Linked DNA regions of Zea mays: region 2 is linked to region 1. The links are chromatin contacts, called in public Hi-C maps. All regions are on one chromosome and are shown on one strand. Each heading gives the region's core, a stretch centred on a gene start, on an enhancer-like site or on the middle of the called end of the contact. The rest is flanking DNA. Distances are from core to core; before and after follow the strand shown. Region 1 holds the start of LOC100191764 (Alpha-galactosidase 3). Region 2 holds the start of LOC100273514.

Region 1 (7,590 bases), core at 2,205-4,704:
TTTCTTCCTTGAACTCCAAGAGGATCTGCAGAAAATAAAACACATGCAACTCAAGAGTTTATGTGATTATATGAGCATTACGAATTTAAATTGTTCTGCCATATAAGATATGTTGGGAAATTATATACAAAAATAAGAAGGTTGTCAGTTTCTATGTAAAAACATATTTTTGTAGCCTGTGATACTAAACCAGGATAACATGTTCTCTCCGAAAGAAGAATCAGAATAATACCTTGGTTTACTTGAATTACTTCTTTGTTGCTCAGTATTTCCATTGTTTCAGAAGTCATGTTTCTGACATCACAGCCAATTAATAGAGGGGCCTGAAGCACAACAGTATATAAGGTAGCAGTTAACCCATTAGGAGTAGGATATCTCCTTTCTCGCATCCAAATGTAACATCAGTAAGTGGAGAATCAATAACTGTAATACTTACATACCAACCATCATCTTCAATGAACTACAGTTTTTATTTTTCAAAACTCTTTGGTCGACCCTCTTTACTCAAAATATGACCATACAACATCGGTCCAATCTCAGTGAAAACTTACCTTCATGAGAGCCCATATGCTAAAATGTGAGCGATACTCTGCTAAGGTCATGCCACCATTGCCTACTTCCAGCATATCTGGGTCTGCAGAAAAGCAGAGGTTCAATAACAGAGTAACAGTATACTGAACAGCTCCACAAAGCACAGCAAATTGCAGACAGCTTGAACTCATCACTAACATAATTACCATTCCAACCACCAGGTCCAGCATATGATGCCCACTTGTTGTTCTTATCAGCAATGTCTGTCATGCTTGTTTTCACCAGATACATAAATAAGTCAGTTTGAGAGCACATCGACAGAGCTAATGTTCTATCTCTTTTTTCCTCTGAAAAGAACATGGGTTACCTTTTCCATGTATCCGTTATGTCGTCAGTTGTACGCCAACTATTGCCCACTTTGCCAGCCCATAAGGCTGGATCATACTGTCCCCTAAGTTAAAATAGCATGGTAGCACATTACAGAGATCTTGATTCAGCAAGCATTGAAGGTAAGCAAGACATATAATTGTATTCCCCCTCTAAAGGAAAGAGGCCTACCATTCACACAAAGAGTAGAATATTTGGCGCCCAGTTGAATTAAGAGCATCTCGCATAGGAGGATATCTACAAATATAACACCATTAAACAAACTTTAGCACATATGTCAAGGTCATGTGTGTTCTAAACTGTGATCAACACTAAGGGAAGATATATGAGTTGTCTTGCCTTTTCTGAGGCTTAATTCCCAAATTGTAGCAGTTATCATACTTCAGGTAATCAATACCCTGAAAATAAACAGTTTCCGTATTCATGAATTAGTACAATATCTTCATTTTTATAGGTAGTTCAAGTCCTGAAGTCACAAATAGGTAGGTTGACATGAACAATTTAAATCAATATTGTATTGCAAATGTTTATGGAGCGGTAGTTTAGTGGATGCTTCTTGCTCATACCCATGAAGCAAAGATCGCAGCATCGTCATTTTCATGACCGAGTGATCCAGGTCGAACTTGGCAAGTAAATTTCCTGAAAAGATTTATCTTATTGAGTTATTGTTGTCAATGCTAAGTTAACTGCACGCAGATGCAGAAAACTGAAATTCTATAATTGAGATGTTCACTTACCCAGCATCAGAGTATATACCAAGTTTCAGACCTTTTCCATGCACATAATCTGCAAGGGCTTTGATGCCTGAAGGGAAAGTCTTTGGATCAGGCAGCAATTGATCCTAGATGTTAAAAAGAAAGATCCATTAGAATTGTATAAATAAGCTGATGATTATGAAAGTATTACAGTATTAGTATACATTTTTTGGATCAAATAAGTCAATTTTGTGATTTAGGGTATCTATCCATCCCAATGTGCCAAAACAGAAAGAGTGGAGAATGCAAAACAATTTGCTACAAAAAACAGATATTGACAAATAACAGTGTGGGTACCCCCATGTAGGCATAAAGAAAGATAAACTCCATTTTAAAATAAAAAATCTAAAAATAAAATATAACAGAGCAACTCAAAAAAAAAGTACAGGGGGGCATGTTGTATGGAGAAGTTTAGAACCCTATATAGAGTTGTAAAAAATATTTTGCAAAACAAAAATCAGAGACTAAACAGTATACAAATAAGGACATTGCAAACAAGGTTAGATATTTTCCCAATTTAGAATACATGCACTGAGGTCCGGTTTTCACCCAAAACCAGGAAAGATGATCACACGAACATTTTGCTGACGAAGTATACAATGAGCCATTCAACAAGCACAACAATTAAGATTATTTGATCATGCCATTATGGCATAAAAATGATCAAGTAAACTATATGCTACCTAATCAATTTCAGCGCATGTCTGCAAATGCAAATTGAAAGAGAATTTGGGAAAACATGGAATCAAAGCATCCCATTACCTGCTTTCCACGTTTCACGTATGACCAGCAATCATCTGAAGAAGTAAAGAAACAAACAAAAAAGATAAGATAAACAAAATAGTCTCCGACAAACAATCCGTTGTGTTGAGCCCAGTGGTGTACCGATATTGACGAAGTTGTAGCCCAGCGCAGCCAGTCCCGTGGACACCAGGGCGTCAGCTGTTCAAAAAAAAGGTGGTTAACATGTCTGAGCAAGCTCTGCTTTAGAGAAGGCGTTTTGGCAGCTGTCACACAAAACATGCAAACACTAGTTGCTGCTTGCTAAGATGCACGCTTGAACAGTGAACCGAAGCAGTCCCATTGTCATGTGTATCCAACAGTAATCATTGACCCGTGATATGGCCCATCTGAATGTATTTTGAGCAGCGGGGAACGCACCAAATAGGCGAACATTACGAATTGGGCCAAAAACTTAGAAACGGGTAATACTAAATCAGTAAATCTAGAGTAGCGGTGCTCCCAGTTTGGCAGCGGGAAGCGAGGAGGCGGAGACCGCGGTGGAGCCGGAATCGAACCTGTCTCGCGGATGACCGTCTCGTTGATGTTGCAGGCGAAGAAATTCCAGCTGTTCCACCTGCGCACACGCAACGTTGCAGTACAGAATTAACGCTGGTAAAGGCGGAGGAATCGTGGCGGCAGCTGCAGAGGCAGGCACCAGCTACCCCATCTGCGGAGTGAGCGCGAGGCCGTTGTTGAGCTGCAGCCTGCCGTAGTTGGAGGTGTCGTAGAGGCGGCTCAGCGCGGCGGTGGCGAGCGGCTGGATTCGCCGCGGCGCGGCCTCCGCCGGCCGCTCCGGCGAGAGGAGCAGGAGGAGGGAGGAGACGATGAGGAGGGGGAGGCGACCCGCCGCCTCCATCTCTCCACTTCCCGATGAGGCTTGCTGCTGCTCTCGCTTGCTTCCCCCAAATTTCGAGCGGTTGATCTGTGCGGGGCGGCGACGCTTGCGAGGAGAGTTTTGTGGCGACGGATGCCGACGCCGACGCGGCCCGCGGCGGGTGTTTCAAGCATCGGGGGCCCAAATGGCAGGTGGCAGCTGGGTCCACCAGCATTATCCGATTCGTGGTTTATTTTCTCCCTGCTTGGACACCGACATAATTAATGCTAGCATCTCTAATCTTTCCATATGAAATGGATCCCTATCTCAAATTACCGTTAGAGCAAGGTTAATAATATAGGAAGTTACCCAATATAATTTTAGTCTATGTCACAATAGATATCTCAATGCTAGTTAGAAGTATTAAATATAATCTAATTATTAAACTGATTACTAGAAACGAACCTATCAACCACCACGAGACACGTACGCTACTGCACATCCAGTTGTCCGCATCGGCATCAATATCCATCACCATCACCACGGGACGGCATTAATAAAAAAGAAGAGGAAAAACTTATTTGGATAAATTAGTTTTGAGGCCCATACGTCAGGCGCAGGCCAGATTTACATGGGCCCTATATGAGATTCGACGGCCTGCCAACGGCTCTCTGCTGCACCTGCACTCCACCAACACCTGACACGGGATTGAAGGAGGAGCCCGGCGAAACCTACCACAGCAACTTTGCCCCATCCCAGCCACCGTCGCCGTCGGCTCGGAGGCCATGTCCATCATCACGGGGAGTGATGGCTGTCTGGCAGGGCGAGATGGCGAAATCTTTGTACGTTGCGCATGTCCTCTTCTCGCCACTGCGGGCGACTGCGAACAAGAACGATGCAAAGACCCACTGCAGGTGTAGGCACATGTTTGATCGGTACGCCGAGGCATCGCTCGTCACCTGACCGAAAGAGAGCGGCCGCGGAGTGGCGTGGCGACCCATGGAAGCTGATCGACCTGACGACGACACCAGCAGATAGATGCCCATGCATGCATGAACAGTGCGCTATGCTATCGCTCCAGTCCATGGCTTGCTCCTACGTTACTCTGGACTGGATTCTAGGAGCAGACCGACCAGTGGATAACTGAAGACGCACAGACACGTCCATGTCACCTGAGGAAGCATCCACCATAGCCTAGCATGGGTCTGTCTGGCCTGGCCTCGCGTCTGGACTGGAACAGGACAGGACAGTGGCCGCGCGCGAGGACGACGTCACGTGTCCTCTTGGAATGCCAGCGTATTTCCTTCCTTCCCTGCTCTGCTCACTCGTGCACGTGCACGGCCGTGGTCACCGTTCACCAGGCTCTCCTCTCTTGTCTATTTTGTTTCCAGAGGGTTCAACTTTGCTTTTACAATTATTATTACAAAGTTTGGCCTGTTGGGAAGGGCTGCTACGTGCAACTAATAAGACTTTGTTTAAGTGTTGCTTGCTATCTCACGAATTTATACAGCTTGTGTTTCAGTCCTACCAACTAATCTGTGACTAAGCTATGAAAGCTAAAGCACACAACTAAACGTAGCAATATAAATGTGAAACATTAAATGAAATAGAGATGCAAACTCTCATTGACCTTTTATCAAGGTATCAAGAAGCGCACAAGCTTCCTACTAATTCTGGTTGCAGCATCTACGCTACGGGTAGCAGCCCATGCGAGGGTCAAGCTCTTGGTCAGGTAATTATGTAAATAGCCACAAGCCTTCTCTACGAGTAAGTGGCGCTCCGCTTCCGTCCTCTCTCAGATGCTCATTGTCGTATCCACAATCGAGTTCTGGCTGGAACATCATGGGCCTCGTTCTCCCTGGTACACGGTGATGCCCACACCACAAACATGATTGGTATGATCTCACAAGATACAGCCCCTTCCAGTACAACTACACCGACACACGCAAGTGTCGATGCATTCTTATATAATTGGTTCACTCATGTACTTAGTTGGTGTTATTCGATCTGATATCTTTTTTGTAGCTATCAAACTAAGCCGATTTACTATTAATCGGGGAGATGATCGTTGTTGTGTGCTTGAGAGAGGTATACAATGTTTAAGTGGTACAATAAATTATGGGCTTCATTAGGATATAGTCATTCTAATTAGATTTCTAATGTTAATGTCATAAATGCAATGACGGGGTATGCCATTACTCATGGAGGAGCTAATGTCTCATGAAGGTTATGCAAACAAATCATATTGATGAGGTAAGTCGTGGATGCTAAGCTTACTACATTAGATATAGCTACTATAGAAGGCAAATGGATGAGAGAGTTCTTGATGGAGTTACCTATACTAGAAAAACCCCATTCTGACAATCTTTATAAACTGTGATAATCAAATGGTTATATAAGTGTCAAGTTTAAAGGATAATATGAAATAATTAAGGCATATGAAAGGTCGTTCAAGTTTGCCAGGAACTGATGAACTCTAGAGTGATAGTTGTTGATAAATAAAAAGAGCTACAAAATCGACAAGCATGTTTACGAAAGGTTTATCTTGAAACGTGATAGATGATGAATCAAAAGAGATGGGTTTGAGACTGACGGGTTGCACAAAGGACAACCTAAACCTTTGAGATCAGAGTTTCCATAAATTAGGACTTGGGGGGACAAGCTATGAGTGTAACTAGAAGAGTATATATCACGTTACCCACTATAGAGAAGATGCAATACTCTTGACTGTGTAAGACGGGATGATTTTTATCTTAATGTATTCATAGGCTTAACATGAAGATATCATCTCATAGGGTATTCTAGTCAAACATACCTATATGAGCTAATTGTTGGTCACACTCTGTGGGTTGTGAGAGTTTTCTAAGAAGCTCATGGATGAGACACGACAATATGACTTATAAGCTCCACTTGAGGAGGTAGCCTAAAGAGCGTGTGCCTTCTAGATCTGGTGATGGACTACTGTTGGAGATTATTGGGCTCGGCCTATTTAGTTAACAATAAATTTCAGAATAAATCTCAAAGGCCCACTCAGTTTTTGACTTTGCCCTGCGCAACAAGTTCAAAATTGTATTCATCAGGTTGGGGGTATCATAACTAAGTCGATTTTAGTTTATAACATTTTACGCGTGGTTACCGTAAGCCTAATCCTCCCCTATAATAGAGAGGGTATTATCCTCGTAAAGGATGAGAAACAATTTTGTATCTACTATGGGTTAAGATTTTAGATAAGAGAGTCATCGGTGTAACGACGACGATGGGTTGGTGTGAATCATGTTTTTAGATAGCGATCACACGATTGCTCCCGAATTGATTTGTGTTGCAACTTTTATGGACTTCATTAAAACCGTGAACTCGTCTTTAGTCCGGCTAGACCAATCTCTGTTGTGAGTAATAATGAGTTCATGGCTCTTGTTATTGCTAGATGAGTTCTGGGTAGATTTAATCTACTATGCAAACAAGCTTTTATTTGCCACGTATGATTTATTCATTATTCATTTAGTAGTTGCTTTAAAAATTAATTTACTTTTAAAACTAAGCAATTACCTAAAAGTAAAGAGTGGATGCTCAACTTAAATATGCTCTGGCTAGCAAGTTGAGCAGCCTCCGTAAAGACTAAAGACCGTACACCCTTTCCTGAAAGAAAGACCGAAACTGAAATGCATGTGACACCCCAGTGACAACGCACAGGACGATCGATCGATCCTTCAGCTTTACGCAGGCTTGCAGCATCACACCATCATCAACAAGAACCAAACAAGAGCCAAGCTAAAAAAACACACACACGAATTGAAGCAGACGGCCTTTTCGACGACAAGTGTGGTCATAATTCATAACCGTAGCACGCACACCACAATTCACATGAACGCGCGCGTCCCCGAATCATCATACATACACGCACTGTACAACAGAGCAGGCACATCGCGATCTTTGCGTCTAGCTCCGTGCAGCGATCGCTAGTGAGTTCGAGACCGAAGAAAAAATGGCTAGCTAGAAGCTAGAGCTAATCTACAACGACGGCGGTGGCGGCACGCGGCGCAGGTGGAGGTGCAGGTGCAGCCACGCGCGGCGGAACGCAACGACGATGGCGCGGTGGTGGTCAGCAGCGTTAAGCGCGAGGTAGCAGGCAAGGAGCTCTTCTAGGCCCCGCGGCGACCGCACGCCGTTGGCCGTGACCATCTCCGCCATGCTCTCCAGGAAGTCCTCCTCGGGGTCCGCCGACTCCTTCACCACCACCAGGCTCTCGTACATCCACTGAAGCCGGCTGCCGCGCCGCAGCCGCCGGGTGCAGCCCCCCTCCGCCATGTTCCGCCTGTGCTG
Region 2 (7,590 bases), core at 2,996-5,495, 160 kb before region 1:
CCAAGAGGGCACCTTCATTAGCCAAACGAAGTACACTCAAGACATTCTAACCAAGTTTGGGATGAAGGATGCCAAACCCATCAAGACACCCATGGGAACTAATGGGCATCTCGACCTCGACACGGGAGGTAAGTCCGTGGATCAAAAGGTATACCGGTCGATGATTGGTTCATTGCTTTATTTATGTGCATCTCGACCGGACATTATGCTTTCCGTTTGCATGTGTGCAAGATTTCAATCCGACCCTAAGGAATCACACCTTACGGCCGTAAAACGAATCTTGAGATATTTGGCTTACACACCTAAGTTTGGGCTTTGGTACCCTCGGGGATCTACATTTGATTTGATTGGTTATTCGGATGCCGATTGGGCGGGGTGCAAAATTAATAGGAAGAGCACATCGGGAACTTGCCAGTTCTTGGGAAGATCCTTGGTGTCTTGGGCTTCAAAGAAGCAAAATTCGGTCGCTCTTTCCACCGCCGAAGCCGAGTACATTGCCGCAGGACATTGTTGCGCGCAATTGCTTTGGATGAGGCAAACCCTGCGGGACTACGGTTACAAATTAACCAAAGTCCCTTTGCTATGTGATAATGAGAGTGCAATCAAAATGGCCGACAATCCCGTCGAGCACAGCCGCACTAAGCACATAGCCATTCGGTATCATTTTCTTAGGGATCACCAACAAAAGGGAGATATCGAGATTTCTTACATTAATACTAAAGATCAATTAGCCGATATCTTTACCAAGCCACTTGATGAACAATCTTTTACCAGACTTAGGCATGAGCTCAATATTCTTGATTCTAGAAATTTCTTTTGCTAAGCTTGCACACATAACTCATTTGAATACCTTTGATCATATCTCCTTTATATGCTATGACTAATGTGTTTTCAAGTCTATTTCAAACCAAGTCATAGGTATATTGAAAGGGAATTGGAGTCTTCGGCGAAGACAAAGGCTTCCACTCCGTATCACATACTTCGCCATCACTCCGAGCAACTCTCTATTCTTTGGGGAGAAATGAGCATCAAAGAAAAGGACTTCATCCTTGGGGGAGAGAGTAAAAGCTCAAAAGCAAAAGGATCGAACTTCATCTTTGGTATAATCTTAACTCGTTACTTATAACCAAAGGGGAAGAAATTACTTCTAGGGCTCTAATGATTCCGTTTTTGGCGATTCATGCCAAAAAGGGGGAGAAATGAGCCCAAAGCAAAAGGACCGCACCACCACCACCAAATTCAAAAACTTAGTGCTTTCCAAAAGTCTTTATCATTTGGTATCCTATTGTGTTCAAAAGGGGGAGAAAGTAGTATTTCAAAAATGTTATATCAAAACCCTCTTGAACACTAAGAGGTGGATCTCCTTTAGGGGGAGTTTTGTTTAGTCAAAGAAAAAGCATTTGAAACAGGGGGAGAAAATTTCAAATCTTGAAAATGCTTTGCAAACTCTTATTCATTTACCTTTGACTGTTTGCAAAAGATCTTTGAAATGGATTTACAAAAGAATTTGCAAAAACAAAACATGTGGTGCAAACATGGTCCAAAATGTTATATAAGAAAGAAACATTCCTTGCATATCTTGTAAGTAGTTATATTGGCTCAATTCCAAGTAACCTTTTTCACTTACATTATGCAAACTAGTTCAATTATGCACTTCTACATTTGCTTTGGTTTGTGTTGGCATCAATCACCAAAAAGGGGGAGATTGAAAGGGAATTAGGCTTACACCTAGTTCCTAAATAATTTTGGTGGTTGAATTGTCCAACACAAATATTGGACTGACTAGTTTGCTCCAGTGTATAAGTTATACAGGTGCAAAAGGTTCACATCTAGCCGATAAAAAGACCAAGTGTTGGATTCAATAGAGGAGTAAAGGGGCAACCGAGGGCACCCCTGGTCTGGCGCACCGGACTGTCCGGTGTGCCACCGGACAGTGCACAGTACCTGTCCGGTGCACCAGGGGACTCAGACTCAAACTCTTCACCTTCGGGAATTCCAGGGGCGACTCGGCTAAAATTCACCGGACTGTCCGGTGTACACCGGACAGTGTCCGGTGCGCCAAAGGAGGTCGGCCTCAGGAACTCGCCAGCTTCGGGAGAAGCCAACGGCTCGTCCGCTATAATTCACCGGACTGTCCGGTGTGCACCGGACTGTCCGGTGCAACTCCGGGACAACGGTCGTCTCCGCGCCAACGGCTCTCTGCCGCGCATTCAATGCGCCGTCTGCGCGCGCAGAAGTCAGAATCGCCCATGCTGGCACACCGGACATCAAACAGTACCTGTCCGGTGTGCACCGGACACCCAGGCGGGCCCACAAGTCAGAAGCTCCAACGGTCAGAATCCAACGGCAGTGATGACGTGGCAGGGGCACCGGACTGTCCGGTGTGCACCGGACTGTCCGGTGCGCCATCGAGCAGAAGCCTCCAGCCAACGGTCAAGTTTGGTGGTTGGGGCTATAAATACCCCAACCACCCCACCATTCATTGCATCCAAGTTTTCCCACTTCTCAACCACTTACAAGAGCTAGGCATTCAATTCTAGACACATTCAAAGAGATCAAATCCTCTCCAATTCCACACAAAGCCCTAGTGACTAGAGAGAGTGATTTGCCGTGTTCATTTGAGCTCTTGCGCTTGGATCGCATTCTTTCTTTCTCTTTTGCTCTTGTGATCAACACTCAATTGTAACCGAGGCAAGAGGCACCGATTGTGTGGTGGCCCTTGCGGGGAAGTTTTGTTCCCGGTTGATTGAGAAGAAGGAAAGCTCACTCGGTCCGAGGGACCGTTTGAGAGAGGGAAGGGTTGAAAGAGACCCGGCCTTTGTGGCCTCCTCAACGGGGAGTAGGTTTGCAAGAACCGAACCTCGGTAAAACAAATCTCCGTGTCTCATTTGCTTATTCGCTTGGGATTTGTTTTGCGCCCTCTCTTGCGGACTCATTTATTATTACTAACGCTAACCCCGGCTTGTAGTTGTGTTTATATTTGTAAATTTCAGTTTCGCCCTATTCACCCCCCCTCTAGGCGACTATCACTTTTACTTCGTTATATGTCAATGTACCACAAAAAATGTCCTGATTCATCAACTTATAATGGAGTCCGCTCAATTGTTTCTTGAATATACTTTTAGAACAAAATTGAGTTTACAAGGTGAAATATTGATTGGAAAAGCACTACTCCCTTGTATGAGCAAGCTGGTCGATGATTTTGTTTTCCATCCTTCTTGTTTTCTTGACATCAGTTTGTTCATTGGAGAGCACATAGGAGAAATGTTGATTAATGTTTCTGCATATTAATGTATTTTATCAGAACATGTTGGCGTCATAACAACTTACATGCATACACCTAGTGGATTATATAAGAACCTAATAACATGCTTATAGATTATCATAATTTAGATATCTAGATTATATAATCCATCTAATAATCTATATAGTTTATTTGTCTTTTAACTTATTTAAGTTGGATTATATAATCCACCTAAGGCCTTGTTCGGTTATTTCAATTCCATGTGGATTGGTGTGTATTGGGATGAATTGAAATGGATTTTGACTTGTTATGGATTTAAACCGACTCAATATCACCCAATCCACATGGATTAACGACGAAACGAACAAACCCTAAGGGGATGTTTGTTTATAATTATAATCCGTCTAGATTAATCCTATATATTTTGAACTAACACTTAGTTCAAAATATGTTGGATTATATAATCTGTACATATTATAATCTCAAACAAAATATACTTAGACCATGTTTATTTACACTCTAGATTATCTAATGTAGCTTAAAAAAGTTAAAGCGATAAACAAAAATCACCGATTATTAGGTGGATTATATAATTTAAATACCTAGTTTATGATAATCTATATGTAGGTTATTAGATGCTCATATAATCTATAATCTAGACTATATAAATCCTAGAAGTAAAAAATAGAGTCTTAGCTTAAAATTTGTTGGATTATATAATATGAGCAGGTTAGAATCCTATGAGCAGATTAGAATCCTAAACAAACATCTCCTAAGTGTCCCAAGGCCTCCGAGCAACATTACACCACAGGTCCATCCAGCCCATTTGTCTGCTCAAACTTTAGTTGAACCAGCCCAAGATGTGTCCAGCCCACGTATTAGGCCCGAAACAAGCCAGCCGACCCCGTGGGCGGGCGATCACATGGTCCTATGTCCGTGTGATGACTACGGGGACCCACCCCAGCCTCCCACGCCCCTTCGTTCCCAGATCCCCAACGCACTCCACTCTCTTTCAGAACCCAACACGCCACTGTCGCGGTAACAGAGCAGCTAGCCAAGAGTAGTAGCCGCGTGCCCGCGTGCGCTTCCCGAACCCCGAGTCCCGACCAGAGAGAGATACGGAGAGGAGCAGACCTGCCCGTCGCAATGGCGATGCCACCGAAGCCCGGCGACCCGCCGCAGCGCTCGCCGGCACGTAGCCCAAACCTCAATCTCCCCTGCCCGCTGCCGCCGGTCCCGGGCGGGGCGCCGCCACCGCCGCAGCAGCAGCCGGGCGCCGGGCTGCCCCCGCCGCGCGTGGGCCACCACCGCCGCGCCAGATCTGAGGTGGCCTTCCGCTTCCCGGACGACCTGCCCGGCGGCGGGGGCGGCGGCTTCGACGAGATCGGCTCCGAGGACGACCTCTTCTCCACCTTCATGGACATGGACAAGATCGCCGGCGCCGACCGCGACCGCGCCGCCGAGACCTCCTCGCCGCCGCGCCCAGCCAAGCACCGCCACAGCGTCTCCTTTGACGGCTTCGGGATGGGGGCTGCCGCCGGCGGCCCGGGCGGCCAGCAGGACGGCGGTGGAGGCATGTTCGGAGAGGTGATGGAGGCCAAGAAGGCCATGTCTTCCGAGCAGCTCTCCGAGCTCGCCGCCATCGATCCCAAGCGCGCCAAAAGGTGACGCCTTTACCTCACCCTCCTTCCATTGCCACCGTCCTCGCATTCTGACACTACTAGCTAGGACTGCACTTGGTAGTTGCTTGGTTGGTAGGTTTGCAGGTGATATGGCTCTTACTTTTTGTGATCTATATATTGATGGAAAAGCCACATAATGCTTAATGACTTTTGATATTGTGTGCATTGAAATGAAAAAAAGAAAGAAAAGAAGCGTCGCCACCTGTGATTCTTGCCAACTACTTGAGACGTGGTCTGGAATCACCGGGATAGTGAAAGGCAGCTTAGTGGATAGGGTTGCAGCAAGCTGACCAATTAAATTGGATGCAGCTAGTTCAATCCTTGTCGGTTCCTAGCTTTCTTTCCAAGTGAAAGCAAGCACCCATATAAGTTATGGAGATGTCATTTTTGGTTTCCTTAGTTAGTGTCTTAGTTTGTAAAGGTGTCTCATGTCGTTTAGCCTCAAACAAGCAGAAGATGTGAATTGTTTCCGTGGCATTTTCTCTATGCTGGACACACGTCCTGGTTTTTAAAGGTGCTTCTGGTTGTTTAGTCTTAAATAAACAGAGACGGAGGTAAAAAATGCAGTATACAGCATCTATTTGCTTTGTTGCAATGTTTTCCTCACTGGACACTCTGCGTTACCTAGATTCCCTCCAAGATGCCCCACAAGCTAGCATGGCATACTTCTAAGTTCTAACTGGTTCTTTCTAGCACAAAATTGTATGCTACAACCATAGTTTCTCTTTTGCCGTATATTAAAGTTACGCTGGCGGTGTTTATATTTTGTTTGCCAAAACTTTGTATTGGGGCCAAGCTATATGATATAGTGTTTCTCTTGTTATAATTCATGCAATTGTTTTCCATGTTTGGTCTTCTCAAGTCCTAGCTGACTTCGGTGAATCGGTGATATTTATCGTTGATACGCTTTTGTATTGGCAATCATTGATATAACAGAGGTAGCATACCCAGTTTTACTGTATTTTATTAGGCACACTACTATCTCAGTCTTCAAGATTGTTTTATGTTGTTAATTGTCTAACAGGTTCTTAAATCAGTTAAGAGGCTGCTCGTTGTCGGATAGATTCTTAAATCAGCAAAAAGGCTGTAAATGACAGAAAATTGTCGCATATTTAATAGGCATGCAGTGTTTCACATCATTATCTTCCTATTATGTCATACCGAAGGCCCTCCGACATGTTAAATGAAGTTGGGGCGAATGCTGATTCTCTATTAATTGTGCCTTATAGCTCTACATCACAAGTATATTTTTTCTTGTTTAGTTAACCGCACTGGACATCAGTATTTTCCCAAAAGTTTGCACTACAAGCAAGCGGTATAAACACATGTTTATAATTTAGGGTTACATTTTGCTGGCTTGTACAATTGCTCCTGGATTGCAGCCACATTTTGATTTCTGTAATATTTGTTCAATATGGGACCTATCTAACATCAAGCAATCTTTGTTGTAATAGTGCTAAATAAAATTACACTTAGACCATGATATTCATTTGCTATGAAACACTATCAAACTTGCAACTAATTTGGCTTAGATTACTAGGTTCACCGCAGCTGCTAACAGATGTGACGGAGCTCCAAACTTGATTTGATTGATTTACTGTATGTTGTTGAAACTTGTTGAAGCTATTAAGTTCTATTTGTCATTTACTATTTTCTTTTTACTTTGTTTCTGTGGCACAACCATCTTTTGATTATTTTTCCAGATCTGTGTGTGTGTAGCTTTATTCCTTGAAATTTTGGATGACAGGCAGAAGAACATACAGCGAGAAGATTATGTCAAGTTACTGGAGTGTAGGCAAACTGTCGCGAATACAATTCATGATCTTTTTATTCATAACCATGTTGTTTGAACTTAGGAAGTTAACTTTCATCTGTCCTCGCCAACTGTTTGAACTTTACTACATTACCTAAATTATCTTAACAGATTAGTAAATTTCAGTCAACTAGTTTTAACTTTATTATGTTACCTATATATTATCTTTAATCAGTTGACTGTATGATCTGTCAAAGTCAACTTTGTTTTACCTGAATCATCTAACCAGCGTGTTGTATTTGTAACATATACTTCCTGATCCTTCCTGATCTTGGGTTTTGTGCAGAATTATTGCAAACAGGCAATCTGCAGCACGGTCAAAGGAAAGAAAAGCTCGATATATAACAGAATTGGAGCGGAAGGTTCAAACTCTTCAGACAGAGGCTACTACTCTTTCAGCACAGCTGACACTATTCCAGGTGCCTTTCATCATTCTGTTTGTCTCATGTATTGCTGAATTGTGTTCCGTTAATTTATTCTAGTGTGAAAATAACAGTGCTTAGTGATACTTTATTTATTATATACTGTGCAACGAGCTGTACTCTATAGTCCATACTTGTAATTTCTATGAGCCAAACTCCAATTGCTTTACAAATCAACAGTTAGTATAATATTTTCTTTGGACTATGCACATGCAATGAGATCTATAACACATGTTATAGTTTATGTGATCATGTTGAGTATTGACTAATGCCACATGTCATGATTAGGGCGAAATCTTCCTTGGGGTTGTTTCATATAGTTTTCTCAACGATTGGAGGTCTGAATAGTAATACTTGGTTGGTGGCAGTAAAAGAACTGTTCACGGTTGAGCAGCACTGTAGTTTTGGCGATTATACTATCCCCATTGA

What was found. A called contact is a pair of places that touch in the nucleus more often than the background predicts.
Region 2: a contact with region 1 is called in a Hi-C map of leaf, with 2.6 times the contacts expected there. The contact joins the promoter of LOC100273514 here to the promoter of LOC100191764 in region 1. A contact is called at or near these places in 2 of 25 Hi-C or Micro-C datasets (ear and leaf).

Annotation. Positions count from the first base shown.
Region 1 is chr7:182,033,245-182,040,834 of Zm-B73-REFERENCE-NAM-5.0, reverse strand. LOC100191764 (Alpha-galactosidase 3) reads right to left here and starts at 3,454. Exons shown (of 15, transcript NM_001137189.1): 1 at 3,119-3,454; 2 at 2,972-3,030; 3 at 2,559-2,615; 4 at 2,436-2,470; 5 at 1,656-1,759; 6 at 1,485-1,557; 7 at 1,258-1,316; 8 at 1,090-1,155; 9 at 899-982; 10 at 738-802; 11 at 552-634; 12 at 233-323; 13 at 1-25. The coding sequence starts at 3,312. LOC100284532 reads right to left here. Exons shown (of 1, transcript NM_001157427.2): 1 at 7,080-7,590. The coding sequence ends at 7,279.
Region 2 is chr7:182,192,513-182,200,102 of Zm-B73-REFERENCE-NAM-5.0, reverse strand. LOC100273514 reads left to right here and starts at 4,245. Exons shown (of 4, transcript NM_001147932.1): 1 at 4,245-4,908; 2 at 7,026-7,158. The coding sequence starts at 4,391.